Linked DNA regions of Oryctolagus cuniculus: region 2 is linked to region 1. The links are chromatin contacts, called in public Hi-C maps. All regions are on one chromosome and are shown on one strand. Each heading gives the region's core, a stretch centred on a gene start, on an enhancer-like site or on the middle of the called end of the contact. The rest is flanking DNA. Distances are from core to core; before and after follow the strand shown. Region 1 holds the start of MED7 (mediator complex subunit 7). Region 2 holds the start of LSM11 (LSM11, U7 small nuclear RNA associated).

Region 1 (7,431 bases), core at 843-3,342:
AATGAGGGAGAAATCAAAAGCACATCACCCAGGAAAAGGCCCATCTCTACAGATGGTAATCTTGAGCATGCATCAGAATTGGAGGAAGGCTTAACACCAAGCTTGCCACGCCCTGTGCACCAGCAAGTTTCTGGTTCAGAAGGTCCAGGGTGGAGCCAGAGGAGCTTGATTTCTAACAAATCCCCAAGTGATGCTAATGCTGCTGGTCCAAAAGGACAATGGAGAACCACTGGCTTCTGTCAGAGAGTAGCAGGCAAAGATCCTGATATGAGGCCAATGGGCGGGAGGGGGAAGGAGGGAGGAGAAAAGAAAGTACAGAAATAAAATCTCAGTACCCAAGACAGTTTATTTCTTGTTCACATTAAGTTAGCTGTAGAAGGAAGAATGGAGTTAAAAGAGGACCTAATCTTCACATTCTAGAACCAAATTACTATAAACTGTTGTCACCAGGCTTGCATGGGTGTGGGCACACACCTAGCCGACTGGGGAACAGAATGGAAGATCGTGCAAGAAATCTTAGGGCACAGACTCCATTTCCCAGAACTTAGTCACATGGCCTCACACAGATATAGGGCAGTAGGGAAATGTGGTCACTGGCTGAACAGTGATATCTCAGCAAGAAGAAGCGCGAATCACTGGTGGACATCGAGCAGTTGCTCCCACCAAACCCTTCTCCCACTGCAGTCTACCAGCCTTGATCATGTCTGAGCTTAGCTTTAAAAATGTGTAATTTCAAAGAATTACAAATATTTTTAAAAATCTGTAATTTCAATCCTCTTAATTACTAAAATCTGTAATCTAAAATTTCTAACTAAGCTGACCAAAGACTTTCTACCCAAGTGACTGAGAAAAACCAATTTATGGGACCTACCAAGGTTCAAGATAAGGAAAAAGAGTCTACTGAGGTAGTAGAGTTACAAGAATCACAAGGAAAAATAAAGTTTTTGTTTCATAACAAATGGGTCTCTTTTAAAATGCTATACTACCTTATGCAGATTAGGTAAATTTTTAAATATTACATAATTTCACATTTTAGAGTATCTATCCCTCATTCTTAAAGCAAATGACAAATTTACTTTTTAAGGATGAAAGTTTGCTATTACCAAGGACACTGTCAAACTTTTACTCCAACTCCAAAAAAAAGAATGCCCCACACATCTGCAGCAAACATTTTCTTTTTCAGGTCACTATTCTTAATTTACGGGTCCCTGTTTGCCTACACTTGTTATATACTGAAATTGCTGCCTATGGCATTACGTAAGTGAAAAAGCTGGAGAGTCAAGAAAAAGGCCATTTAAACTTTTAGTTATTCATTTTAAGACTGCCCAAAAGAAAATAAACCAGTAATATTATACTATTTACCAAAAGGGAAAAAAGAAAACTAACATGAGTCACGGTCTTTCATTCATTTCATCAATTAGGACACACAAGGCAGCATCTTTTTCTATAATCTGGTCCCTTCGATGACCTGAATTTTCTCTTTGCTGCTCACTCTGTCCAGTACAATTGTTGCTATCATCAGCATCCATTGGTTCAGTTTTTACTTTTATTCCTGCTTCTGAGTGGGGTAAATCATCAGGCAAAGAGGCCAAGCAATTCTGAATCATCTCAATCACTCGCTCCAGATGCTTCTGAAACCTCTCGGCTGTTTCAAGCCTCTGTCGTTTCTGGACTTCCATCATAACTCTCAAGGTCTCTCTTGCTTGGTGGGGTCTGTATTCATTTATGAGATGATGCACATGGACAAAAAGCAGCTTAAGATCTTCCAGCTTCTCTTCTCGTTTTATACTCCCAGGGCTCCTTATCAAGATATCTAAAAGGTCCAAGAAATTAATAAGGATAGACATATTGAGTTTCCTCAGTTCTTTCTTGTGATCAAATTGCATAGGATGAAGCCTTTCGATGCCCTGACTTTCCAAAGGGCGGATAATAAGATCATCACATTGGAACTGGTTGCCAAACATCATATAACTGTCTTTGATTGGAGGGGGTGGCTTGGGAGCTAGACCTTCCTGAATATTTTCATCAGTGTATTCCTTGATGTACTGCATAGGAGGTGGAGGAAGTGCACTCACTTGCTGTGGCTCACCCATTGTGGAAGATCAAGCACCTACAAAAACAAACCAAAGATTCACAGAAGAACTACAAAACAAACCTGTCACATTTAGTGTTTACAGACAGAGCACTCCCCTTTTCTTCCGGTAGTTTCAAAGCTAACACTTACAACTCAGAATGGATGCCACCCTTTTCTAATTAAGCACTATATTCTCAACAACCCACATTATTTTTCCTTCCCTGTTAATACTTCTCTCCCAATATCTTGGAGTACCTTTTCATTTATAAAGAAAAGTCTTCTGGATTCTACACCACTTACCTTTTATGTCCCATTTCTCCACATCTCTTTATAGCAAAACTACACATGCTGTCGCCCAAACACATATCACAATCACTTTTTTTTTTAGAAGGTAGATGATTTTAAGATTTACTTTATTGATTTGAAAGGCAGAGTTACAGAGAGAGAAGGAGAAACAGAGATATCTTCCATCTGCCTTTTCATTCCCCAAATAGCTGCTAAGGACTGGGGCTGGGCCGGGGCCATGTAGAATCCAGGAACTTCATCCGGATCTCCTTTGTGAGTGATATGGGTCCAGGCACTTGGGCCATCTTCCACTGCCTTCTCAGGCATATGAGAGGAAGCCAGATAAAATTGGAACAACCAGGACTTAAACCAGTGCCCATATGGGATACTGGTGTTGCAGGGAGCCATTTAACCTGCTGCGCCACAATGCCAGCCCCTACAATCACTTTTACTATTACGAAGTGATTTCCCAAAGTAAATACTTATAACTCAAACATTTTGACAAAATTAACATTACTAAAATCTAGATACCCAGTATCATCCAAGGCTCCTAGATGAAATGATTATCCAAGTCTGTATCTTTTTTCTACATTTTATGCTACAATTTACTAACCTTTCTGTATCTACTATAGAAACTTGAAACCCAAATTCAAACCCACAGCTTCTATGGCCACAATCACTTCTACTTACTCCTTTTTAAACATAGGTATTATCATCCAATCTGAAGATTCTCAAGTGCTCTTTTAAACCGATCTGAACAGTTTTAAGACACACCCCTCCGACGTCAGGAGGCGGCAAGTACCCGTGTGCCTCTGCGGATGCGCACCCCTCGACTTCAGCTGGCATCTTTCCAGGGTCAACTCCCTAAGAGGCATCACTGTCTCACATCCTCTCCACATCATCTTCCTGCCAAAGCTATGACCTAAGTACACGATCAATTCTATTCTTCGGATGAGGATCCCAAGTCTTAAGGGCACGTGTCTGCAGATCGCATAACTACTAACGGCACAACAGCAATTCCTACCCCACGTCCTTTCAGCTCCAACCCGCGAAATCTCTTCAATCACAAATCCTTAAGCCACGAACCGTCTAAGAGTACAAGAAACACTTGGGACTCTAACACCATTATGTTTATGTTTATTCCGTATCACCTCTCTAGACAGAACTTTTCTAAAGTAATGGAGGTTTGTTTTATTTGTTTTCAGGAAGATCAGCGCGGAGCGTCGAAACCGGTTCTCTGGCTGAAAAGCCACCTTCTAGAATGTGCTGGGGGGGGGGGGGTCCCTGGGGGCGGGGAGATTGCACATCACCAAAGCAAGGAAGCTATTCTAGGGTCCCATCCTCAGGGATTTGGTTCTCTTCTCTCTACCGTGAATGGGACTCCCGAGTTTCTAGAACCTCTCGAGGCGGATGTGACGATTCTGAGGCTTGGGACCCGCCGCCCTCGCTCTCCCCTCATTAACTCGGCAGATTTCAGAGACGGGAACAGGCGCACTCTCACTGTACAAGTGGCCAGCGATAACCGCCTCTCCGGGGGCCCCTACCTTGGAAAACCAGCTGCGCCGGGGCCAGAACCCACGCCTCCCAACCTGCAGTCCCGCGCCGACCCCACACTGAGGAAACCCGGAGCCCGCCGCCCCGGGGCACCTTCCGCGGCAGCCAGGCCACGGCCCTGGAAGACCGCAGAAAAGGAAAACCAGCGAGCGCCCTCGTAGGCCGACCCTACGGCCTCCCGAACTCCCAATCCGGCCGAGAGGAAGCAGCGGGGTCCGGAAGGAAAAACCAAGAACGCGGGGCCCCAAGCCCACGCCGCCCACTCACCTCTGCACTTGGTTGACGCTAGAATCTACCTTCGCCACCGCAACCGAAATCTGACTTCCGTTCTCCCTCCCCAGGAAGCAGCCACCGACGCTGCCCTTGATTGGCTGCTCGAGCTGTCGTTTCACCTGGGCTCTAGTCCCGCCCCAGAGCTAGAGCTCGGTACTGCGCTTGCGTATGTCCCACCCCCACAACCCGCCCACCATTAGTGGCCTGCGGGCTGGGGTTGGATCTCTGTACTTTTTATCAGTAAAAGTAGCAGCTGGTTTCTCCGTTTACTTATTTTTATTTCTAAAATGTAATGCTTGAAATCGAACAGGGCATCTGTATGTCTTAAGTAAAAGTTGGAAAGCACAGGCAAGCTGATGTTTCTAAACGTTCCAACTCCAAACCCACTGTCGGAAATACGATTTTAAAAATGATATTGGACGCTGCTATTTAGATATGCCTTTAAATCTGGAAGTGTTGTGAACATGAGAATCAGCAATATATTCTGAATCTCCATTTCTTCACCATCTGTTCACTTTTATTTTCACTTGGGAATTCAGGGATATTTATTATCTATTCTGCAGCAGTTATCTCTTATCTGTTATGCAACAAGTTACCAAGTTGAGAAAAATGTTTCTTTGGAGGGCTATTTTCACAAGAAGTGTCACAAATTTCTAAAGTCGTAGGAGTCTTACAAAAGCACGTTGCAAATAAAATGCACGATAATTTTGCTGATAAAAATTCAGACTTCTTTAAAAATAGTTATTTGACTTTACTATTTAAAAACTTATTATGGAAAATTCAATCATATAAGAAATTGCAGAAACCAGTTTACTTACCACACAATTTCAAAAATGGTGTCTATATCAGCACGTGCATTTCTAAAAGATTAAGGACCCTTTTAGTATAACCATTCGCTCATTTAAAGATAAATTGATTATTTAACAATATCAAATATCAGGCCAGTAATTGAATTCTGAGTGCCTCAGGTTCCAAGTAAGCCTCTTCTTTTTCTACTGGCCAATGTGTCCTTTATGTATGTATTTTAGATTTATTTATTTATTTGAAAGGCTGTGTTGAGAGACAGAAAGATCTTCCATCTGCTGATTTTACTCCTCAAAAGGCTGCAATATCTGGGGATGATCCAGGCGGAAACTAGGGGCCCAGAGCTCCATCCAGATGTCCCACGAGAATAGCAGGGATCCAAGCACTTCAGCTGTTTTCCCTTGCTTTCCCAGGCACATAAGCAAGGAGATGGATGAGTAGAGCAGCGGGACTCAAACCAGTGCTCCGAAATGGTTTGCCAGCATCGCAAGCAGCAGCTTAATGCCCACAATGCCTGCTGTGGCCAATGTGGCCTTGAATTTTTTTTTTTTTTTAGTCTATAGTTGACTTCTTCCATCGTGATTCCCTCTACCTTACTGCCACACACACATCAATTTATTTCATGAAGAAATCCACCCATTTTTGACCCTACCCCAATCAAGACTTTTTCCCCACTACTCACTGCAGTATGTCCCAAACCAGTGACACCCAGTGGCCATTCTCAGTTCTCACTGTACTCCAGTTGTCTGCACAGTTCAGCACCTTTGATCATTTGGATTGCCCGAGAGCTTAGTTCTAGAACGACTTCTCAGTCAGGTTTCATCCGGGTCATAACTTCTAGGGAATTTCAATCACCTGGGCCCTGGAATACCCTCTTCTCTGTGTTTCAGACCTTGAATCCAACAGGATTAGCTATCTTTACTCAACTGCCTTTCACCCAGATTGCAAAGGCTCAAATCTAAGGAAATGTGTTTGTACTTCAAAAAGTTTGTGGAAAATGAAATTAAAAGCTAAGTTTATTTTGGTGCAAAAGAAATTTGAAATCCAGGTATGGTTTTTTCATTAAAAATTGGTGTGTATTGTATAAACACTATGCATGGATTTAAAAAAAAACTTTTTGCACCAAAATAAATTTATCTTTTAATTCCATTTTCCCACAAACTTTTTGAAGCGCCCTCATACTTAACATAAAGTCTCAAATATGACTAATTTTCGCCATCCCCACTGCTGTGCTCCTGGTCTATGCCATGATTCTCGTCTGGACTTCGAAAATAGCCTGCTCGCTGCTTTCCTTGCTACCAGCTTGTCATGCCTTAGTTTGATTACCACAGTGTCTTAAAATATAAATCCAGTCAGATCCTCTATTCAAAATTCTTTGAGCCTTTCTATCACATTAAGAATCAAGTCCAGTGTCCTCGACATGACCTTCATAAGGTTCTGCACATTCTAGGGATTGTCTACTTCTTAGATGTTGTTTCCCACATTTTTTCCCGTGCTCCCACGTCTCCAGCTACACTGAATTTCTTTATTTCCCTCACAATTATCAAACACCCTCTTGCCTCCCAGCATTTGCTTTTGGGAGCTCTTCCATAGCTGTCCCCATGCCTCACTTCCTCACTTCACTCAGGTTTCTGGGCAGATTTGACTTGAGAGAATTCTTCCTTGGCCGCTCCACATAGAGTAGCACAATGCCAATTACTCACTTGGGAGGTATCCCATACTTACTTCTATTTTTGACCCTTCATTCATAGAACTTGCCATCTGAAATCAGCCTATTAAGTATATTTATCTGATTTTTTGTTGTCTTCCTTCTCCATTAAAACACAAGGTTTATTAGCATAGGGCATCAATTTCACTCACTGCTGTATGTGCAGCACCCACAACAGTATTGACAGTGACAAGTATTCAATGCACGTTTACTGAATAAAGAACAAAATGTACTCATCATTTTCAAATGAACTTACAGTGTGACTTTGGTAGTTATACCACAGACTATTTAGCCAAATTCCTGCCGTTTGAAATTATTTCCCCCCAATTTTTTCTATTATAAGTACACTGGGCAATGAATATCCTAGTGCATATATGGTTGTATTTGAGCCCAGTTTACCCCTTAAGACAAATGTCTAGAGATGGAACTACTGGCTTGCAAAGTACAGTGTCTTATAGTTACTGATAGGGTGAGGGTTAGAATCTAGAACTCCTGATTCTCACGGTAGTGTTCTTTCCAATTAACTACAAATGATGCAATACATATCATGAGAAGGGCTAGAGAAAATATACTGTATAGTAAACATTGATTTATGTGGCAGTGCTTACAGAATCTAAGTGGAAAGTCTGTTTCTTAAAGATGCCTGCCAAAGGGGCTGACATTATGGCAAAGCAGGTAAAGCTGCTGCCTGCTAGCTGGCGTCCCATGTGGGTGCCATTTAGAGACCCAGCTG
Region 2 (7,176 bases), core at 2,819-5,318, 540 kb after region 1:
GTTACTAACAGATACTGAGTTCTTTGCAAAAGGAGCACAGTAGATCATTGGAGGTCTGTTTTGTTAGTAGTGGCATGGAATCCTCCCACAGAATTATAGAATTAGTGCACTTAGTTTTGGTGTCATGCTTACCCCACAGCCTGTAAAGCCCTTTCAGAAGGGTACAGTGCAGGGCTGGCATTGTGGAGCAGCAGGTTAAGCTGCCAACCTGCAATGCCAGCATTCCATATGGGTGCTGGTTCAAGTCCTGGCTGTTCCAGCTCCCTGCTAAAGTGCCTGGGAAAACAGCAGACTATGGCCCAGTTCACCCACAGGGGAGGCCTGGATGAAGCCCCTGGCTCCTGTCTTTGGCCTGGCCCAGCTGTGGTCATAGCAGCCATCTGGGGAGTGAACCAGCAGATAGAAGACCTCTCACTGGCTCTCCCTCTCCCTCTCTGTAACTCTGCCTTTCAAATAAGTAAATTAGGTTGAAGATTTCTGCATTCATTTCCCACAGTGAACATACATTAAGTGATCTACCCTATGATAACTAAAATAGGAAGGCACTAGGAGATGTTGCAGACGAGGATTTTGTGAATCTCAGAAGTTTCCTGAGATTCCCCAGTCATACTTAATATTCCGTACAGCTCTTGGACGTGATGATTTTTCTGAATTTCTTTCACATAAGGTGTTTTTTTCTGAAAGGAATGTTTTTGTACTGACTGGTTCCATGAGAGCCAGTCCTTCGACTGGCAATTTCAGCTCTTGTGTTAGTATTTTCAGACACATTTGTTCTTTGGCACAGAGTTGATGACTGCTTAATGCAGGTGGGAAGGAAGAAATGCCTTTAATTCTGTGAGTGCTGCTCACGAGTGTGGAAACCCTTCTCTCTTCCTAAGATTTCTTTTCAGGATAGAGTAACATAGCTTTATAAAAAATATTTTTAATTGTAAAGAACAGACACATGAGTGTCTGCGTGTGTGGCAGTTAGAAGTGTGTCAAGTGCACAGGTGAACTCCCCCATATCTTTCTCTTGTCTCCCAAACTTACTCTTGAGTTAACAGTGTCGCTCCTTTCACTTCTCCCCATAGGTGGGGGAAGTCACAACGAAAGAGGTTAAGCTGCCAGCAGAAATGGAAGGAAAAAAGATGGCAGTGACCCGGACCAGGTCTAAGCCAGTGGCCTTGCACTGCGATCTCATTGGGGATGCTTTCTGGAAGGAGCATCCGGAGATCCTGAGTGAAGACAGCTGACCCGTCCTGTTCAGTGCTGGCATGCTGAACCAAGCAGGTTCCCCCGCCTCTGCTTGCCCTGGGTGGCCCCAACAGCCTTGACACCCAGAGCGCTGTGTCAGCAATGACACGACCCAAGCTGGAAGGGGAACAGGGGAGGAAAGGGTGGACGGGGGCGGTGTGTCGTGTGTTACTTCAGCAGAACACCTTTTTTCAGTGCTGGAACCTGGTTTCCTTGATTTTTTTTTCCTCAAAATTGTACTATTTTGGTAAAGCAAGAAGTCTGTCATGCCTTGCAGAATGAGTCATTTTCAGATTGTGGCATAAATCTTACAGAAACCTGTCAGCTCTTCTCACCTACAATAGAAGAGGAGCCCAAACTTTACTCTCAGCCACCTGTTCCTCACTACAGAACCCAGTGCCCTTGAAAATCACACTTCTGCCACCCAGTACTGGCATTCACCTTTGGCAGACCGGAAGATCAGCATGGGTTGATGCCTCCGCAAGGCCTCCGAATTCAGGAATTCCAGGGAACACTGCAGGGTGTGCCAGTCTCCAGAATTGGCAACTTCGGCTGGAGGAATACATGGTTCTTTGGGGACGCAGTATACAGATTCCATGGACTAATTTTCTGGGATTGTTGGCATGATCAGTACCTTGCCAATTTGCAAGGCCTCTCACGTCATCCTGGGAAGGAAGAATTTGTGTGTGTAGAGGAGAGAAAACGTGGCCGTGAATGATTGAGGCTGGGAAGCACTGACCTCATGTTCTTCATTCAGTGCTGCCTTCCGATTGGATTCCCTGAAAAAGATTGTCAAGTAACTTGTAGGGACTCAGAACAACGGCATGTGAATGCAGGCAGAGGGGTCAGGATGTCCGTTGTGTCCGAGGGGGCATCATAACCACCTGTTAAGGGACCAGCGGAGATGGCCGAGGAGCCACAGAAAGCGGCAGTGCGAAGCTCTTGGCTACAGAAGGGGAGGTCGTGGGCTGGCTGGTGAGAAAACTCGCATTTCCTCTTGTCCTTTTCCATATTTTAGAGGAAAAACATTATTTGGCTCTGTTAAGATTTAATTAAGAGACAGCCCACGTCCCAGTGCCTGGTGTTGCATTGCAGAATTTACAGCCAAGAAGAGAATGTATTTTTGAAAGGGTGACAGCTAGCCTTATCCCTTCACTAATGGACACCCCATCTGTCGATGCCCCCCCCACTTCCTGTTCTCCCCACTCTGCAGGAACAGGGGATGGAGCTCAGGTTTGGTAATTTCTAAAATCTCAGAAAAAAAAATAAAAGCTTCAACTCCTTTAGCCTGTTTATTTGTCTTAAACAAATATATGAATTAAATGTGTTATGTCTGGGCCAGGAAGATTAGACCTCCTCAGAGCAGGGCTTCACAGAGCTCTGTGCAAAAAAAAAAGGGGGGGGGGGAGGGAAGGGGGGGAATGGTTACTAACAGTTCGAATTTGAGCTGCTGCTCTCGTGAAGATTTGGATTCAGCATTCTGACTTGCACTCTGAAAGCTCCTTTTGTCTGAGACAGCACTTTGGGCAAAAAGGCCTCTGTGATAGAAGAGGTGAAACAAAGACAAACTTGCTCTTGGTGAGTTTAACTTGGTGGTAAATTGGTAGCATTTTTTATCAAAATGACCAACAAGTAGGTATTAACATGTGCAAGATAACCCAATGAAGTGTGCACTCAGGGGTCCCAGGTGATCCTGTAACAATTAGCAACAGTTCAGTTTTGCCTGTTTCGTTTCACCAGGGAGAACTGACCCAAGTAATAAACCATGTTAAATACTTGGAGCACAACAAAACCTGTAATGTTGCTTGGAAGCCGTTGGAAGGTTTTTATATCTTTGTTGTAGTGTGTATTCCAGTGTGTTAACTTTGAAGGTGTATTGTATATTTCCATCTTACTGAGGTTCTCTGTATTCTCGGGCTGCCTTTCAAAATCAAACTAAGACACAAAAACTAGTGTAGAGATGACAGTTTGGGAGAGTGCTGGTGGGAAGGGGGCTTGTGTGGCCTACAGATGGCTGGAAATAGCTTGGCTCTACTGAATGGGGAGGAGCTATCTGGGTGTTTCGTCTAAACTGTCTCTTAAACATCAAAGACCAAAAAATGGGGGTGGGCCGCTGGGATAGCAATTAAGATGGCAGTCTGAGCTCCCATCTTCCAGCTTCCTGCTGAGGCAAGCCAGGAAGGCAGTATTGATAGCTCTTGTAATTAGGTCCCTGCTACCCACTTGGGAGACCTGGATTGAGTTCTGAGGTCTTGGCTTAGACCTGGACCAACCTCAGCCGTTTCAATCAGGAAAGGGAGCCAGAAAATGGAGTTTTTCTGCCTTTCAAATAAGAACAATAAATGTTTTGCTAAACAGGTTATGAAGTCACAAGTTAGGAATCAAATCTTGGGCATCTTCCATCCCGTCTTCCGAGAGCTGGATCCTTGATTCCTCCAGTTAGCAATGCTTAGAAAAATGAAGTGATAAAGGTCCCTCAACTCCCGAGCACTGCTCAGCATAGATGCAAATTGAAATGTGTATTGTCCTATTCCCGCCCCGTCCGCTCAAGCTAGGCTGCAGTTCCCGAGAGCAGAGACGCCTTAGGATTTTTTGAAACGCGATCCCAGGCTCCAACCGCACGGTATCAGGAGTATTAATAAACGCCCCAAATGATATGCACGAGACACTGCAATAGATCAGGTTAACAGCGTCAACCGGTCAGCTGGGCGCGGGCCATGCGCCACGCCCCCCGGCAAGGGCAAAGCGTGGGCAGGTGCTGCCCCCCAGCGGCCGCGCCGCGCAGGGCGACTCCGCGCTGCGGCTGCGCAGTGCCGCCCTCTGGCGGTCCCGCTCCTTCTTCCCATCGGCCTCGGCTTGCGGGCCTTTCAAACATGGAGGAGCGGGAGCGGGGGGCGAGGCAGGCTCGCGCCGGGAGCCCCGCGAGCCCGCCCAGCCCGCGGCTGGACGTCAGCTCTGACAGCTTCGACCCGCTGCTGGCCCTGTACGCTCCCCGCGTGCCTCCCATCCCGTACCCCAACGCCCCGTGCTTCAACAACCTGGCGGAGTACGAGAGCTTCCTGAGGACCGGGTGCCGGGGCGGCGGGCGCGGCCGGGCGCGGAGCGCGGCCGCAGGCGCTGGGGCCCCCGCCGCCGCCCCGGGGCCCTTGGGCAGGTCCCGCCGCCGGCCCGACGCCCCCGCCCCGGACCCCGAGCGCATCCAGCGCCTCCGCCGCCTCATGGTGGTCAAGGAGGAAGGGGATGGGGCCGCAGGGGCGCGCCGGCGGGGTTCGGGACGGAGCAGGAAGGCGCCGCGCAATGTGCTCACGCGAATGCCCCGTGAGTCCGCGGGCGGGGAAGCGGGAGCCGGCAGCCCCGGGGCTGTCTGCGGGGTGGTCGGGGCTTGGCGCGGGGTCTGCACGTACTAGGGGCAGGGCCCTGGCGAGGGTTTGCAGGGAGATTCAGCGACGGTGGGGAGGGTCGCCTGGAGTGGGGGACAAGTCTGCATGAGCAGGAGGGGCCGAGTGTAAGGCTGTGTGGGTATCGGGAGCCTTGGGGAAGATTTGCAAAGGTAATAGGGTCCGTGGCAGCAAGGGCCCGTGGGAGCAGGGGGTAGGCGGGGGGAGGGCTGGGGACGCTCACAGCCAAGGGCGACCTCGCAGGGAGGTCTGCGGAGGCGGTGAGAGGTCTTGGGGACCACCGGGGGAGGTGGGAGGAGAGAGCACAGAAGTTGGGGGCGGGGCGGCGCACGGCCGGTTTTAGGGGTCAGGGGAGTGTTTGGTCCCAGTCGTTTGGGGATGAGCAGGATGGGCGTGGGGAGATGTGTTTAGGTCGCGCAGGGGGTTATAATCTGCTAAACCCTGCACCTCACTCCCCCGGTGCGCCGAGCAGGAGAAGGGCTGAGGGCTGCAGGTCTTGGGCACGTATGTTCACATTACTCAGTCACAAGTGTGGGAACGCAGCAGCAGGCACAAAATGCCACCAAAACAGACACTGGTCTGTAGCGAGGTGTGGGACTGTGTCTGTCAGGCTCCTATTAACATATGCGCAGGTTGTCTAGAGTTCTGAAGGTGTGAACGGCACTGGAGAATTTCCTGGTGCCTCCTAATAGATCCTTGGAGTAAAGCTGTAAGCAGCCGACGTTCGAATGCGTGCTGGGTCCCGTGTAAATGGAATAGAAAGAGCCCAGGGTTCTGTCTGTCTTCATCTGGCAAGCAGCTCTGACATCTGCCCTGTGAAGGCAGTGACCTACTTAGCCACTGAAAGCGTCTGCATCCTGATAATGAAATTGTTCCATGATGAAAGTGCCGCCTTTTGAATGGAGGGCTGTGCTAAACAAGGGGCTGTTTTGCTTCATTCCTAGAAATGTGTTTATTAGGAGAGAAGCATCCTGAAAAGCTGCGTGCTGTCATGGTGCCACTGCTGGGTGACTGACGGGGCAGAGCATCGCTGCCTTGCCTGCCCAGCAGTGGCACAGAAACAGTGTGCATTCTCCTGAAACGAGAGCAGTTTGGGGACCCTTATTTTGCCTGTTAAAATTTAAATCAACTCCAACGCTGGGTCTGACATTTTATTTCCACTTTACCAGTTACTGCTTTGCTACTGAGACTGTTGAAGAGATTGCTCTGTGGTCAGTTGTGTTAGCTTTACTCTGGAGCACGTTATGGCTAAGACAGGGTGTGACTTTCCTTTATTAAACACACATGTTGTCGGCTTTGCATATTAAATGCACACATGGAGTCAGGATTGCAGAGACTCCCTAGCCACTGAAAGTGTTAATTATGACCCTGGAGACAGTGGAGAGTTTGACATCGCAAAGAGTCTGATGGCCTGCAGAGGCAGAAGTGACCCGAGCGTGGGTGAGGGTTAGATTTGTTCAAGAACGACTTCTTGGATAAGCTTTAGGTCTTGCAGTTGAAGAAGGGCATAGTTGAGGGTAATAATTATTTCAAAATCAAGTTATAAAGGTATAACTTACCAGTAGAAAAATTCATGCTTTTAAAGTGGGATTTAAAATCTTAAAGTGACATATTTTTCGAAAGGCCGAGCAAGAGACAGAGAAATCAAGATTGAGAGATCTGCCATCCTCTGGTTCAGTTCCCAAACACCCACAACAGCTGACCCAGGCCAAAGCCAGAAACCTGGAACTCCATCCAGGTCTGTTATGTGCCTGGCAGGGACCCAAGTACTTGAGCCATACCCTGTTGCCTCCCAGGGTGCTCGTTAGCAGAAAGCTCGATTGGAAGTGGAGGGAGTCCTAGAACCTGGGACTCCCATATTGGGTGCAGGTGTTGGAGGTTCGACTTGGTTACGCTGTGGCAAATAGCTGCGCCATAAGTGAGTTTCAGTATATGTGTAGAGTCTGCCTAGGTTTGTCCACTGGCTTGCACATCTTCTACTCTGGGTGAAGCTATCGAGAGTCTTTTGGTTTCAGTTTCCTCTGTAGAGGGAAGGCAGTAGTAGTACCTCACATCGTTGTGAGGATTCAGTTGGTTAACACATTTAAAGCATTTATAGTAATAATGTTACCTGGCACAAAAGGGAGGTTTTCAGTGAACATTAAATGTCACTGTTACCGTGGGTTGTTGTGGTTATTTTTTTAAATTTATTATTATTAGAGGGACCTCCTTATCCACTGGTTCTCTCCCAAAGGCCCTAGAGCCAGGAACTCAATCCAGGTCTCGTGTGGGTGGCTGCGACCCTACTACCTGAGCCGTCACCTGCTGCCTTCCAGAAAGTGCACCTGTAGGAAGCTAGAATGGGGAGCAGAATCAGGCCTTAAACCCAGATAAACCATATGGGATGCAGGTATCCCAAGTGATATCCTAACCGCTGTGCCAAACAGCCTTCCTCCATTACTACTTTTAGCTTGTCTTAATTAAAAGCCCCAGGTCTGAATGCATTTAACCTGCCTGCTTTCAGTGTTGGTTCAGCAGTTTACCAGACAAGCGACCTTGAAGAAAT

The links. A called contact is a pair of places that touch in the nucleus more often than the background predicts.
Region 2: a Hi-C map of an unstated tissue shows a contact between it and region 1, with 3 times the contacts expected there. The contact joins the promoter of LSM11 here to the promoter of MED7 in region 1. A contact is called at or near these places in 2 of 6 Hi-C or Micro-C datasets (ear pinna and an unstated tissue).

The regions. Positions count from the first base shown.
Region 1 is chr6:44,111,237-44,118,667 of mOryCun1.1, forward strand. It overlaps MED7 (mediator complex subunit 7), which reads right to left and starts at 2,093. Exons shown (of 3, transcript XR_007918516.2): 1 at 1,387-2,093. It overlaps HAVCR2 (hepatitis A virus cellular receptor 2), which reads right to left and starts at 1,456. Exons shown (of 9, transcript XM_008255320.4): 1 at 1,387-1,456.
Region 2 is chr6:44,648,592-44,655,767 of mOryCun1.1, forward strand. It overlaps LSM11 (LSM11, U7 small nuclear RNA associated), which reads left to right and starts at 4,069. Exons shown (of 4, transcript XM_051843563.2): 1 at 4,069-4,551. The coding sequence starts at 4,107. THG1L (tRNA-histidine guanylyltransferase 1 like) reads left to right here. Exons shown (of 6, transcript XM_002710341.5): 6 at 1,071-2,519. The coding sequence ends at 1,232.